Regions from separate parts of the Ovis aries genome. Here region 1 is linked to region 2. A link is a contact called in public Hi-C data. All regions are on one chromosome and are shown on one strand. Each heading gives the region's core, a stretch centred on a gene start, on an enhancer-like site or on the middle of the called end of the contact. The rest is flanking DNA. Distances are from core to core; before and after follow the strand shown. Region 1 holds the start of NOCT (nocturnin). Region 2 holds the start of NDUFC1 (NADH:ubiquinone oxidoreductase subunit C1).

The links. A called contact is a pair of places that touch in the nucleus more often than the background predicts.
Region 1: a Hi-C map of hypothalamus shows a contact between it and region 2, with 5 times the contacts expected there. The contact joins the promoter of NOCT here to the promoter of NDUFC1 in region 2. A contact is called at or near these places in 5 of 16 Hi-C or Micro-C datasets (blood, hypothalamus, muscle and 1 more).

Annotation. Positions count from the first base shown.
Region 1 is chr17:18,651,359-18,659,125 of ARS-UI_Ramb_v3.0, reverse strand. NOCT (nocturnin) reads left to right here and starts at 5,859. Exons shown (of 3, transcript XM_015101513.3): 1 at 5,859-6,285. The coding sequence starts at 6,096.
Region 2 is chr17:18,446,282-18,453,264 of ARS-UI_Ramb_v3.0, reverse strand. It overlaps NDUFC1 (NADH:ubiquinone oxidoreductase subunit C1), which reads right to left and starts at 4,861. Exons shown (of 4, transcript XM_004017243.5): 1 at 4,773-4,861; 2 at 4,181-4,284; 3 at 2,233-2,312; 4 at 1-1,327. The coding sequence starts at 4,839. The coding sequence ends at 2,253.

The sequences.
Region 1 (7,767 bases), core at 4,610-7,109, 200 kb before region 2:
GCCCTTGAACAGGTCTCAATAATTAATGATCCAAAGAGGACAAAAGAATTCAGCAACAAAGAAAAAGCAAGTCAAACAGTGCAGTGATTAAGCAGAGTCCAGAATTCCTCCTCAAGGGATATACTTAAAAATATATCTTTGTGTTCTGCAGGAACTGTGGCCCCCTTACCCAGGTGGAGGGAGTATGACAGTGTTGACCCTTCTGACTTCTGTCAACTAAAGCTGGTGTTAAGGGAACCACTGACCGAAACTGCCCACCCTGGCTAGGCACCACAGTAACCATTGGCATGAGTTATTTTACAACAGGGAGTGACAGAGGGTGAGAGGAAGGTCCTGGTAAGGAAACCAGAACTAACAAGCTTCCATCAACCAGAAGAAAGTCAAAATGACAGAAGAGACCCCGCCCATATGTCCTGCCAACCTCCCAGAATCCTCCTCACTGGAATCCATCCCAGTTGAGCAATGCGTGGGGCACAAGGAAGGACCTGAGTCAGAGACAACCCAGAGTCTAACCCCGTAGCCATAAAACCCTAGAAAGCAAGCCACATGGCAGAGCAATTCTCCTAAGTTCCCTTACCCTGCTGCCCTCTTCCCAGGGCACTCCTTCCCAATAGTCTCTTTCTTTGTCAGTACTTGTCTCCTCAAATAATTCATTTGCCAGTGTCAGACAGGCCCACTCTCGGTACTAGAAGGCATCTCCCTTCCGGCATCACTTGGACTTGTGGACCTTTGCCTGAGGTCTATGCTGAATTCTCCCCTTCGTAAATATGCATGAAACCTTAGCTTAGAACTTCCCCAACTCTGCTGTTCAGGGCAACGCTGCTTTGGGAAAGATCCTGGTGTTCCCCTCACTTGCTGCAAGTAATAATAAATCCTCCTTCTGATCTGTGGCTTGGTTGTGTCTATTGGCTCGACACCCACAGAAAGGCAAACCAGCTTGGGGAGTAACAGGACCATAGGTGCCTGCAGTTATGAGAGTTTGGTAACTGGGAGCTCAACCTGGTGCTGTGACAACCTAGGGGGAGTGGTTGGAGGGAGATTCAAGAGTGGGGATATATGTATACTTATGGCTGAATCACATTGTTGTATGGCAAAACCCATCACAAGATTGTAAAGCAATTATCCTTCAACATATTAAAAAAAGAGGGAGCTTGCTAAGGCCATGGGAGTTCTCCAGCCAAATCTGCCCCTCAGAGTAGTCCTCTGTCTCACAGCGCTTGCCTTAGGGTTCCCAGTGTGCTCAGCAGTGGGCTGGGAACGCTTCTGTGAGAACCAACGCCCAGGCTCCAGTGATGCCTGTCAGAGCAAAGCCTCTGAGGGCATAGGTCAATCTTATCTTTGCAGTCCCAGTGAGAGGTCTGAGAGCCACATTCTCCTGGTTCAGGACACCTGATGGACCTCTGAAAAGACACCTGGCAGTGTTCAGTTCGGTTCAGTCGCTCAGTCATGTCCGACTCTTTGCAACCCCATGAACCGCAGCACGCCAGGCCTCCCTGCCCATCACCAACTGCCGGAGTCCACCCAAACCCATGTCCATTGAGTCGGTGATGCCATCCAACCATCTCATCCTGTATCGTCCCCTTCTCCTCCTGCCCCCAATCCCTCTCAGCATCAGGGTCTTTTTCCTTCTGAGAAAAGGGTTATAAAAAAACTCCAACAGAGTCTAAAATAAATTTTTGTTCTTTAATAATTATAAAAATAGAGCCGAAGCAACTGGGATTTTTCTGCATTTTAAAATACGCTAAAGGTGATATCACTTCAGTTATTAAAAACTGAAGAATCATCTCTAGTGTCAGAATTAGAGCCTTCATTACTTTTTTTTCTTCCAACTACTCATCGACTGATGTATTTCCAGTTTTGGACAGTGCATATATGTATGTATGTGCTTAGCCACTCAGTTGTGTCCAACTCTCTGGGACCCCATGGACTGTAGCCCACCAGGCTCCTCTGTCCATGAGATTTCAAGACCAGAATAGCGGAGTGGGGTGCCATTCCCTTCTCCAGGGGATCTTCCCGACCCAGGGATCAAACCCACGTGTCTTGGGTCTTCTTCATTGACAGGGGGATTCTTTATCACTAGTGCCACCTGGGAAGCCTTTGGACAGTGCTAAAGACTGAAATGCGTCCCCCACCCACCCACTTCAAATTCATATTTTGAAGCCCTAACTCCTAATATAATGTTTGGAGATCAGGTTTTCAAGAAGGTAACTAAGCTTAAATGAGGTCATAAAGGTAGACTCCTAGTCCAATAGGACAGATGGCCTCATAAGAAGAGGAATAGAGAGATTTCCCTTCTCTTCATGCCCACATATGTATAAACGTGTATTTGTGTGTATGTGTGTATGTGTATGTATATGTGTATATATAGCTGCCGTTAACAAAAGAACTAGCACAACTGCAGAAAGTCTCAACAGGAGAAAAACTGTAATGTCTGTGTTTCTTGGCTCCTTTTCCTCAACTTTACCATTTGAGGTTCCTCCAGTCTTCAGAGAAAAAGAAGACTCACCTGGTTCCTTAAGGCATTGTTCTTTCATGGGTCTCCTGCCTTCCAGCCCCACTGACCACCGCAATCTGGTTTCCACCACCACATAACTGTTCGCACGAAGAGCCTTCTAATTGTCAAATCCAAAGGATTCACTTGCTGCCCTGACCTCTAAGCAGCATTCATCAGTGTTCTATTCTGGCAGCTTTGGGTTCCCTTATTTCCAAGATACCAATCTTCCTGTTTTCCAGCTTTGACCAGGTCTCAAGTCTCTTTCCCTTCCAACCATCGGTAAAGATGTGTTTCACGGGAATTTAATCCTTAACATTTTCTCCTCTCCTTCAAAAGACTTTTTGTGAGTTACCTCATTATCCATGAGTTTAACTACTAGACTTTCAAAAGTGTCTGGCTCTGACTCCTCTATGAACTCCCAGTCTTAGTTTATTTGCCTACAAAGTAACTCCACCTGGGTGTTCCACAGAGACATCTCAGTTCTGATCTCCACCTGTTTTCCTTGTTCGTTACCATTATCTACCAAGGACTCTGTCCTCTCCTCCCTCACCCCCCAGATTTAATACTCAATGCTGTGGTTTCTGTCTCCTTCATAGTTCTCAAACTCATCTCTTTCCCACCATCTCTGCCCCCAGCTTATTGGTTTGGGAGGTTGTGTGGCGGGAGAAACAGAGATGTACATCAGAATCACCTCTGTGGTTTTCTTTTTAAAGAAGCGGGCCTACCCTGGCCCTCCTCCAGAGCTTCTGAACCAGCAAGTCCTCTTCCTCCCCACACTGTTCTTCTTTTTCCCTGGTCTCCCACCCATCCTCCACACTGCTGACAGATGATCTTTCCAAAACGCAATCCTGAAAGTGGAACCTGTCTTTCAGAGGTTCCCCAGAGCCTTCGGATAAAGTCCAGATTCCTTGGAAAACCCTTGACACTTTGTTTCTTGCTCACAATTTCCACCTCATCTCCTGCCACTCCCTTACGGGCACCCTGCACTCAAGGCTTATCAAAGTGTGGTACTTGCTGTTCCCAGAAAATCCCTCCTTTCCTTCCATAAGCCTTTTCTGCCTAGAATCCACTTTGTTCAAAAGCCTCTCCTGACTCCTACAGGCAGTGAGGCACTTCATCTTCTGTATTTCCACAGGACCTTGTTCAACTCATGATTCTATATTTATTATCAGATGACTATAAGTATTTCTGTTTATACAATGTCTCACCCATCAACCTGTGAGCCAACTGTTCATTTCATTATTTAGCTCTATCGTGAAGACTGACACATAATATGTACTCAACAAATGTTTACTAAATGAATTTTTGAAATTTTTATTTACTTTTGGCTGCAGTGAGGGTTTCGTCACTGTGCGAGGCTTTCTCTAGTTGCAGTGAGCAGGGGCTACTCTCGAGTTGTGGCTTCTCATCGCGCTACTCTTGAGTTGTGCTTCTCATCGCGGTGGCTTCTCTTGTTGCGGAGCACAGGCTCTAGGGCACTAGGGCTTCAGAAGTTGTGGCACGCGGGCTCAGTAGTTGCAGCTCCCAGGCTCCAGAGCACAGGCTCAATAGTTGTGGCGCCCGGGTTCGGTTGCTCCCCTGTATCCCTGGCAACTTCCGGGACCAAGGATTGAATCTGTGTCTCCTCCATTGGCAGATGGACTCTTTACCGTTGAGCCACCAGGGTTGGCTACCAGTCAACCTGGGGATTTAGCCACCAGCCCCCTAAATGAATTTGAAGTGAATAAAGTTTTTATTTATATTTTTCTGATTGTTTATAAGTATACAGTATTTAGCATATACCAAAAATAATGCTACTGACCCAGTTTCAGGAGACCATGCTCTTTGAATCCCTTTTAATAATTTATTAAACAGTTTATATTCAAACAGTACTTTTAATTTTTCAGAGCACTTTAATTTCAACACTTTATTATGGATATTTCCAAACATATGGAAAAGAAAAAGAACTGTGAGTGAATTCCCACAGACCCTAGATTCTAATTCAACATTTTGCTATATTGGCAGAACACTTTTTATGGACTAGTTTGATCACCTTTTATTTGACCTAATGACTAAGGTATGACTTTCTATAGATAAGGAAAGTAAGACTAAGAGATTTAACGATTTGCCAAGGAGGGTGTCTCCCAGTAGTTATGACCAACCTTGTCAGCTGACGCATCCACACCCTCTGATCTTACAAATATTTTGAATATCCTTAGTAATGAAAAGCTTCCAATTCCACAAGACAGGAGACTCAGCAAAATCATGGGAAAACCAACAAGAAAACATTTCTAGGTCATAAATCTTTCAGAGAGGAACCGAGTCTTGGGCATCTCTCCCACTCACCCCACTTCCTGTTCTGGTTAGTCATCATTTCCTGCCCAAGCTGAGACAGTTTCTTCCATTCATTCTTTTCCAGTACCAGATGCAAGTCTAGAATATCTTTCATATCAGCTAGTTTACTCTCTCCTGCCTTTTCACACGCCCGAGATACTTGACCTCCAATGACAGCACGGCCCTAAGACATATCCTTGCCCAGCCTGCAAACAGCTCACCCCTTTCTACCATATTAAGTCTAATACAATCTCTGCCTTCCGCAGTGTAACCTATCCAAGCATCTGCCTTACTTCTTCACTTCCATCCTACGTAAGAGATGTTGCAGCAAAGATACCTAGGGCTTTTTGCTTTATTCCCTTTTTCGCCTGCGTAAATCACCACCACTTTCTCCCAAATTCCACAAATGCAAATCCAAGTCATGGCTATTCTAATAAGCCTTCTAGAAAACCCAGGCGTGTTACGACCTCTATCGCCAAACTTACATAAACTTATGGCACTGATCTTAATCTACCTTGTACAGCTTTATGGTCTGATCTGCCACATTGGGCTTCCTTTGCCTGAGGATAATTCTTGAGGAAAGGGACGTTGTCTTACTCAGCGTCGCCCTCGCACACAGTAGGGGCTTTATCGTGCTTAATTTCGTTTTAACGCAACACATCCCGCCGAAAGGGTGGGGGAGAGACACCCTCTGCCGAATTCTCACTTACACGCGTACACGGATGCTGTCTTTTACTCGGACACACACGTGTCCCCCGGGCCACAGCCTGGAATGGTCTTGGGACTCCCAGCCTGTGGGCGTTTCCACTCCACCCAGCGGAAGGGGAGGCTCATTTCTTTAAAACTGCCTTCAGGGGTATTTGTTACCTTGGACCTCCCACAGCCTCCACCCTATAAACAGCTGAAGATCTGCGTCATCTCAAAGCAGGATCACTCCGGTTCTACGAATCCCTGCCAGGTCGCGCCGGGCGCAGGTCCCATGGACACCCCCTCCCTGGTTCGCTTGGTAGCGCCCGCTTTGTCAGCGCGCTGCGCTCGCCAGTTACCCTCCAGCTCCAGCCGGCCCGCGGCAGACAGCGCCTCCACTTCACAGCATCCGCAGCTTCGTTCGCGCCGTCTCGGGCTCGTCTGCCTGCGACCTTCCCCCGGGCCGCGGCTGGTAGAGAAGGAGCCCCGGAGACTCTGCTCGGACGGCCCCAAGAGTCTGCTGGGCTCGCCCGCCTCGGCGGGGCCCGCAGGTCGGTGGGGCGCGCGAGGGGCCGCGGCGGTTTTGGCGGCGGCGCCCGGCATGTATCAGAGCCCGCGGCGGCTCTGCTCCGCCCTGCTGCAGAGGGACGCGCCCGGCCTGCGCCGCCCGCCCGGCCCGCCGCCGCCGCCGCGCCGCCTCTCGCCCACGGCCGCCCCGCGGCTCCCGTCCCCCCGGCTCCTGGCGGCGGCTTCGGCGGCCCGCGAGGTCGCGAGGTCGTGCTCCCGAACAGGTGAGTGCACCGCCGTTCCTGGCGGAGAACGCGGCGGCCGCCACCTGGAAACGGCGGGGAATGAATGGGAAGCCGGGGGCTGCCGGGCGGTGGGGTGCGACCGGGAAGCGGTTCCTCTTCTCCCTGAGCCGCCGTCTCTGCTCTCCTTTGCCGCTCTGCCCTCGCCTTTTCTTGCCTGGGGCTTGCACCGCGTCCGGTAAGAGCTGCAGCCCGGTGCTAGGTTCCCGTTTAATCCTTCCCGTTTGATGCCGCGGTTTTAGTATTTCTCCCTCTTGACCTACGTTATCTTTTCCCCTTCCGAAGCCGCAGATTGTTTTACTTATTGCGCTAATGGTGGAACATTTTATGCAATATGTATATGAAGTTACGCTTACCTGATCCTGTGGCCTGCGTGGCTTAGGTGGTATGAGTTTTGAAAAACGTATGAACACGCATTGAATCTTTGGACATCTACTTGAATTTTGGGGGAGCCTTCCGGTCTTAATATTTGCATCATTATGCGTCCTGTATACCTGGGGTTAAGATCTTGTAAAGATGATGCCATCTCTTTGCCAAGAACCTGTTCTATAGGTCACGTGCTCTGGATTTTACTTGGGTTGCAGGGAAGGAAACGCCAGGCAGAATCTTATTTCCCTGACCAGGGATCGAACCTGCGCTCCTTGCATTGGAAGCGTGGAGTCTTAACCACTGGACCCGCAGGGAAGTTCCGTGGATTTTCCCTTTTTAGGCCACTGAAGTTTCTGCCTGAGGCCTCAGTACCGCGGCCACAATTTACATACAAATTAGTCATAGTGTAAAAATTAATAAAGCTTTTCTTTCAAAAGTGGGCAGTTTCATCACGCTAGCAGGTATATTTTAGTCGTACTCAAGTTTATTGCTGTTTAAGACGTATGGACATCTGAAATTGTAAACGACTACCTTTTGCTCCAAAAGTTTTGTGTTCTCTTTTACGCCGCCCCACCCGGGTTGCCGGATCTTAATTCCCCCACCGGGGATTGAACCCCCAGGGCAGAGAAAGAAAAGGCGGAGCCCTAAACACTGGACTGTCAGGGAATTCCCAAGTTTTGTATTAACTTCAGAACAGATAGAGCAGTAGAAAGAGTATGTTCAGTGTGGCTTTCTTTACTGAAAATGATCACCCAAAGTGTGATTGAAGTCAAGATTTTAAACTCTATTCAGATGATTGGCCTCTATTCAGATTATTGGCTGATGTTTAGATTGAGACATTCTTTTTAAAATTAGGATTTTCTTTTTGTGAAGGGACCTTGCCGGCGGCCAGCAGTTAAGACTGCGTTTCCACTGCAGGGGTCACAGATTCCACCCTTGGCCAGGGAACTAAAGTCTCGCATGCCACCCAGCGTGACCAAAAATAAAAAATATTAGGATGTTAAACTGATTACTGGAGACTAAACTCTTGTCCTTTTTTTTAAAAAAAAGGATGAACCTGACAGTCATTGAGATGTTCTTTGCAGTTCTGTAGGA
Region 2 (6,983 bases), core at 3,612-6,111:
CTCCATTCCTTGGCTCTCTGCCCTTTTCAAAGCTAGCCACAGCTGACTGAATCCTTCTCCAGTCACATTACTCTGACACACTCTGGTGCCTCCCTCTTCCACTTATAAGGACCCTTGTGATTACATCGGGCCCAGCCAGATAATCCAGGATAATCTATCTGTATGTCTGATTAGCAAATTTAATTCTATATGCCACTTTAACTCCCCTTTGCCATAAAACCTAACATATACACAAACTCCAGGGAATAGAACATGGTCATTATTTATTTAAGGATCCATTATTCTACTTTCCACTGATGATGGGCAAATGACTTTTTGCCTCTGGTTTTTGCACATGTAAAATTATGAAACTGGTCTATATGACCCCTAAGGTCCTTTCCACTTCTACCAGCTAAAACTTTGAACTGACAAATGCTAATAGTTACTATTATATTTGGTCTTTCACTGAATTTGGATTAAACACTTATTCTGAAATAATTTAACTGTGAATTTATGTTTGGAAATAATTTCCAAAGACATTGAGCAATCAATCTCCCAGAATAAGTGCTGGCCAGAGCCCCAGACACACACGAAGTCAATGAAACTTTCTATTTAACATCAGAATGGAGTGAAATGGCATATAAATAAATTTTAACTGATTCATAAGAAAGGGCTCTGATGAGGGATAAATGATGTGTTTGTTAATTTGTGTCTATTAACTTCCACCAACCCTGCCTCCCTCACTTTTTGAACTAGTCTGCTATTCACTGGATAAAATTCATGTTAGCAAAAAGAGGCCACAAACTCTGTGTGGCCATACAGGTGTAAAAACTGTTACCCAAACGAAAATCATCCAAATTCAAGGAAATGGAGTCAGAAGAAACTCTTTTTGAAGAGGATTCACCTTCACTTTCTCCTCTAGAAGAAAACAGTATTTGGGTTCTCTTGTATTTTAGACAATAGGAGTAGCTCTACCACCCTGATCACTAAAGAGTAAATGCTTTGATTAGAAAGTAAAAGTTGATATAAGGAGTAAATCCTCCAGCAGGGACTTTTAAAAAATCTATATCCTTAAAAAGTTTTGTTACCAATGTGTCCTTAATTATCATTGACCCTATTATCAGATGGCACGTTCCACATTAAAATACTTTTAATAATTTACCTTAGAACTGACATTCTATACACTGTCACAATATACATAATCTGACGAACACAGAAGTATTTTTTAATTATGTAAAACACAAATGCTGACTTGACATATAGTCACACGTAATTCTTTCTCTCACGTTTACAACTCAACAGATTCGTGAATCCAGAGGAACTGCTATAATCACTATATGGAACACACCTATAATGAAAAAAAGAAAAGAAAGCTATAGCATTAACCAGCAGAAATAATATTAAAATTACACCATTTTGAATAATTCATCTTATAGCAGCAGGGGAAGTTTAAAAACCAAATCCACAAAAAAATATCAACTCCTCATTTTTATCTAAGTTTTAGCAAAAAGCTTTTTTTTTTTCATCCCAACTACAGGAGTAGCAAAAGCATCTGGTTTCAATTTAAATACCTATTTCATACTTATCTTGACTGGTTGACTGAAGCAGTTTGGGTGGGCAAGGTGATAAGTATTAGCGATTGCTATTTTATTATCCAGCAGATCTAAGTTACCTAGTTTAATCAACCTAATCCACGGAAGCTGAGATTTAGAAAAGTGATTTTTCCCTTTACAAAAGGCTCAATACAGGATTGCTTTAAAAGGATTTTCAGAAATATGGCACCCATATACATAGCTAGGTTTTATTATGAATTGTCCAACTAGGTATTAGCTGTAGTGACAATCATAACAAAATCATCATGCAGTTTAAAACTTTTTAAACAATTGAATGCCCTGTTTTCATTGAATCTTACACTCGTGTGGTATATGACAAAGACATATTAAGAAAGTCATACACAAGCAATGATAACTTGTCCTAAGTGCTAGAAAGGCACTGTGTACAGCACTATTAGATTTAAGAAAATATGATTTCGGTTTCACTCTTAAGCACAACTTCCTTTGAACGCAGTTCAAGCATAATGGTTGAAAATGACTATGCTAAGAGATATCTGAACCAGGTACTAAAAACTCATAAATTTTTCAAAGACAGGAACATAGGTGCTGAAAAGTATAAACCTGATAAAATAATAAGCAAAACACATTTAAAGAGGTCAAACTGCATCCTCCTGTTCATCCTATAAAATTGTATACTTACTGTTTTAGTATTTCCAAAGTTTATTCCAACCCATTTCTTCTTTTATACTCTAAAACATCTTCATTATGTTGTTTGATGAGCTAGAAGTAGGTAACAGTTAAAATCAGAAATGCAATTTTCCTGGCAACTTAAAAGAAGTAAACCAACAGTTGATATTTATATTTCACAAGAGAAATGAGGACACATTAAAAGAATTACAACTATTCTAGTTAGAAATAAAGTGTTAAAGGATAAAAAAGTCCCAAAACAATGAATGAATATACTTGTTCACCACAATCTGACATACTAATTTGAGAAGGCAGCCCTCCAAAGTTTAAATCCAACTTCTGCAAATAAATTACTTCATTCAGTGGGTAATTAATGAACTGGAATGCCTTACCACAGAGGGGCCAAACCAACACAAAGCAGAACTCGGTTATTAAATGAGGTTGGTGGATGTGTATTATACTTCTAACCTTAGAAGTTTCATACTGTGAGTGAATGACCAACCTGCACTTCCCAATTATATACGTGTTAATTAGATGTCATGGAGGGCAGCCACTTTCTTAGAATAACTGTCTGACAGATTATGCAACTGGAACAATGCCTTAATACAGGGTGACATTTGTTGCAACGATTCATTACCAATCAGAGCTCTCAGCAACATGTTTCTTTTTTAGGAAAACTTTAAGAACATACAAAATTACATTATAGCAAACATTATTTAAAAAGGATTGTTGTTGTTCAGTCACTAAGTCCTGTCTGACCCCATGGTCTGTAGCCCAGCCAGGCTCCTCTGTTCATGGCATTTCCTAGGCAAGAAAACTGGAGTGGGTTGCCATTTCCTTCCCCATTAAAAACGGATCAGTTACTAACTTGTAATTGACTTTCAGTATCTTTTATTCCTTTTTATGTCAAAGGGCTGAATCACTTTAAGGAAAAAAAATCCCCAATACAGGTCTAGGAGTTGAAGGTGGGCAGCAGTGGAGAAAGTTTCAAAACCATTAGCCACAAAACAAAAAATTTAAATGCTAACGGAGCATCAATACTTTAGGTCAACTTTTAAAAAATTCATCTATAGAGAGACGCTATTTCACAGTGGTCTACAGTGTAGCTCTGTAGTTAGGGAGAACTGGGTTTAGCAAATTAACTTCTCCAAGGGTTTTCTTCATCCATAAAAGGTCAATAATAATAGTACTACCACACAGTGTTGTATTTAGAAAACACTAAGTAAGTTTTCATAGGTAAAGCATTTGGCATACAGTAAACAAAAAGGTATAATTTCCAACAGTGTATTTACACTGTTAAAATCTAATGTCTAACAAATTTAATGGGATTTAATTTGCATTAGTTGTTCAGTTGCTAGGTCATGTCTGACTCTTTGTGAACCCACAGACCGCAGCATGCCAGGCTCCCCTGTCCTTCACTATCTTCCAGAGTTTGCTCAAATTCAAATCCATTAAGTTGGTGATGCCATACAGTCAACTCATCTTCTGTTGCCCCCTTCTTTTTCACTTACGATCTGTTCCTGTGGCATCTGAAAAAAGTGCCTTCATAAAACTCAACCTGTCTCCATCTTCATTAAGAAATACAGGATAAATAATATGTAGTAAAACTGCCATTCACAAAACCATGCAAAGAACAATGACATAAGTTTCATCCTGGACACACTTAAAAAATTTTTATTTTGTTTTATATTTGATTAACAATGATGTGTTACAGGTGTACAGCAAAGTGATTCAGTTATACTCATACAAGTATCTATTCTTTTTCAAATTCTTTTCCTATTTAGGTTATTATAGAATACTGAGCCGAGTTTTCCGTGCCATAGAGTAGATTCTCGCTGGTTACCTATTTTAAATATAGTAGTGTGTACCTGCCTCTGAAATCTTAACATTTTTTAGTCCTTAGGATTTCCCTCATGGAGAAATAGGTTGGATTGGCACGACTGAAGGGAGTAAGTACTTACATAGATCCACAAAAAAGCGGAGGTGCCCAAGGTCAATCCAACTTTCAGCCAGTTAGGACTGCCATGTGGCGGTTCCTGAATGTAGAACTTTGACCGCGATGAAGCTGAAAGGGGACAGAAAGGGTCTCCAAATCTGTGACTTACCGCCGTGTAGGAATAAACCTGCCATTTAAATGCGCATAATCGCATTTCATCCCCGCTTCTACTTCCTCATTTAAACAGCCACGGAGAGGTTCAGAGAGGTCGAGTGAGACCGTGGCCTCTGTCGTCCAGGACGCCTTCAAACCCTCTATATTGGCTTTTGCGAACCTCAGACGACTCGGAAGCGCCCACGCAAGGGTTCCCCTTTCCCCCGTCTAAGTCCACTCGCACAGACCCAGGGAGGTCGGTGGCCCTGGGAGGAGGGTGGGCGGCGGGTGATGAGGAGCCGAGAGTCGCGGGTGGAGGCAGGCGTGGGCTCCGGGACGAGGGTCGGCGAAGGTCACCGCAGGACGAGCCCGGGGGCAGTCCCCTCCTGCCCTGGCAGGGCTGGGCTCACCCTGGGAACGGCAGGATGGAAGCTCGGGCCGGCCTGCTCGAGGAAGATACTTACAGACACTCGGGAACCTAGCCGGGGCCAGCAGCTTCCAGAATGGGCGCAAAAAGGCGGACGGCGCCATCTTGCCTGGCTTCCTGGGCTCCGCCTCCTCCAGCCGCGCAGCTCCCGGGGCCGACGTCGGACCGAGCGCCCCCTGGCGGGTGGAGGCGCGGAACTGCGTGGTACGGCGGCCACGCTGCATGGGCGCCTAACCCTGAGAACGCCAGGTAAAGCCAGGTACCCTTAGACCCTTGTTCTCAGTTCTCAATCTGTAAATTAGGGTGAGGAAGGGGATGATTGCAAGGCGGGAGGGGGTACGAGAGGAGGTAGTTTAGCCACTTCTCTTTCCTCTGAGAGTTTATTTCAGATCCCCACCCTAGGGATTTACCAAAATCTTCCTACATGAACCAGATCACTGAAAATGAAGGTGTGTTGAATAGTATCAGTTTGATTTTGGTGTTCCAGGAACTGGGCATTAATCCATCATATAATTTATAGGCACCCACATATGCATGGTCTCATTTCACCGTCACAACAGTCACATAACATGCTGTGGTTATTCTCAGTTTATGGATGAAGCTCAAAGAAGACAAGCTATTTATCCAAGGTGACCTATTATTATACCTTACATTTGAGAGGACCTCTTACAGTTCCCAAAGTTTGTTTACACACAGTAGCATAGTAAATCCTCACAACCCTGTGAGGAAAAGAGAATCCTAATATTTTAGAAGTGACCTGACCAGTTCAAGATCACACTTTTGGGGAAACAGGGGCTCTTAGACTGAGGATTTTAGACTCCAGATCTATCCTCCTCACCCTACCTAACAGGTTTAAACAGTCCCCTGAGGCCAGGAGCTGCAGAGCAGGCTCAAAGAGCCAAGTTCAAAGAGTCATTCTAAATGATTTTGAAGCAAATTAACCTCTATGCCTCAGTTTTATATCTGTAACAGAACACCTACGCTATAGGTCCCTGGGAAGCTTAGAACATATCTGGTAGTTGCAAACAACTGGCTTTTGCTGATCTCTTATGGCCACCCACTCCAGTATTCTTGTCTGGAAAATCCCATGGATGGAGGAGCCTGGTAGGCCTACAGTCCATGGGGTCACAAAGAGTTGGACACTACTGAGTGACTTCATTTTCTTTGCTGCTAAGTCGCTTCAGTCGTATCCGACTCTGTGCGACCCCAGAGACGGCAGCCCACCAGGCTCCCCCGTCTCTGGGATTCTCCAGGCAAGAACACTGGAGTGGGTTGCCATTTCCTTCTCCAATGCATGAAAGTGAAAAGGCAAAGTGAAGTCACTCAGTGGTGTCCGACTCAGCGACCCCATGGACTGCAGCCTACCAGGCTCCTCCATCCATGGGATTTTCCAAGCAAGAGTACTGGAGTGGGGTGCCATTGCCTTCTCCTCACTTTCTTTGATACCTAGTATACTGACCAATAGGTTTTATCTTTTACATTTGAACCAAAATTTTTAATGCATTTAGCTCTTAATTCAAACTGTTGTTTGAAGACCATGTAAAAATATGTACAGGTAAAAGAAATAATTTAGAAAAGGCAGAGGAAGAGTTAGAAAATGCAGAGAAACCAGAGATTAAATTGCCAACATCCATTGGATCATAGAAAAACCAAGAGTTCCAGAAAAACATCTACTTTTGCTTTATTGACTATGCCAAAGCCTTTGACTGTGTAGATCACGACAAACTGTAGAAAATTTAACTGATATACAGAGTACATATGCAGAGAAATGCCGGGCTGAATGAAGCACAAGCAGGAATCAAGATTTCCCGGAGAAATAGCAATAACGTCAGATATGCAGATGACACCACCCTTATGCCAGAAAGCGAAGAGAAACTGAAGAGCCTCTTGAAAGTGAAAGAGGAGAGTGAAAAAGCTGGCTTAAAACTCAACATTCAAAAAACTAAGATCAGGGCATCACTTCATGGCAAATAGATGGGGAAACAATGGAAAGAGTGTCAGACTTTATTTTCTTGGGCTCCAGAATCACTGCAGATGGTGACTGCAGCCATGAAATTAAAAGACGTTTGCTCCTAGGACAAAAAGCTATGACAAACCTAGACAGTATATTAATAAGCAGAGACATTACTTTGCCAACAAAGGTCTGTCTACTCAAAGCTATCATTTTTCCAGTGGTCACGTATGGAAGTGAGAGTTGGACTATAAAGAGGGCTGAGCGCCGAAGAATTCATGCTTTTGAACTGTGGTG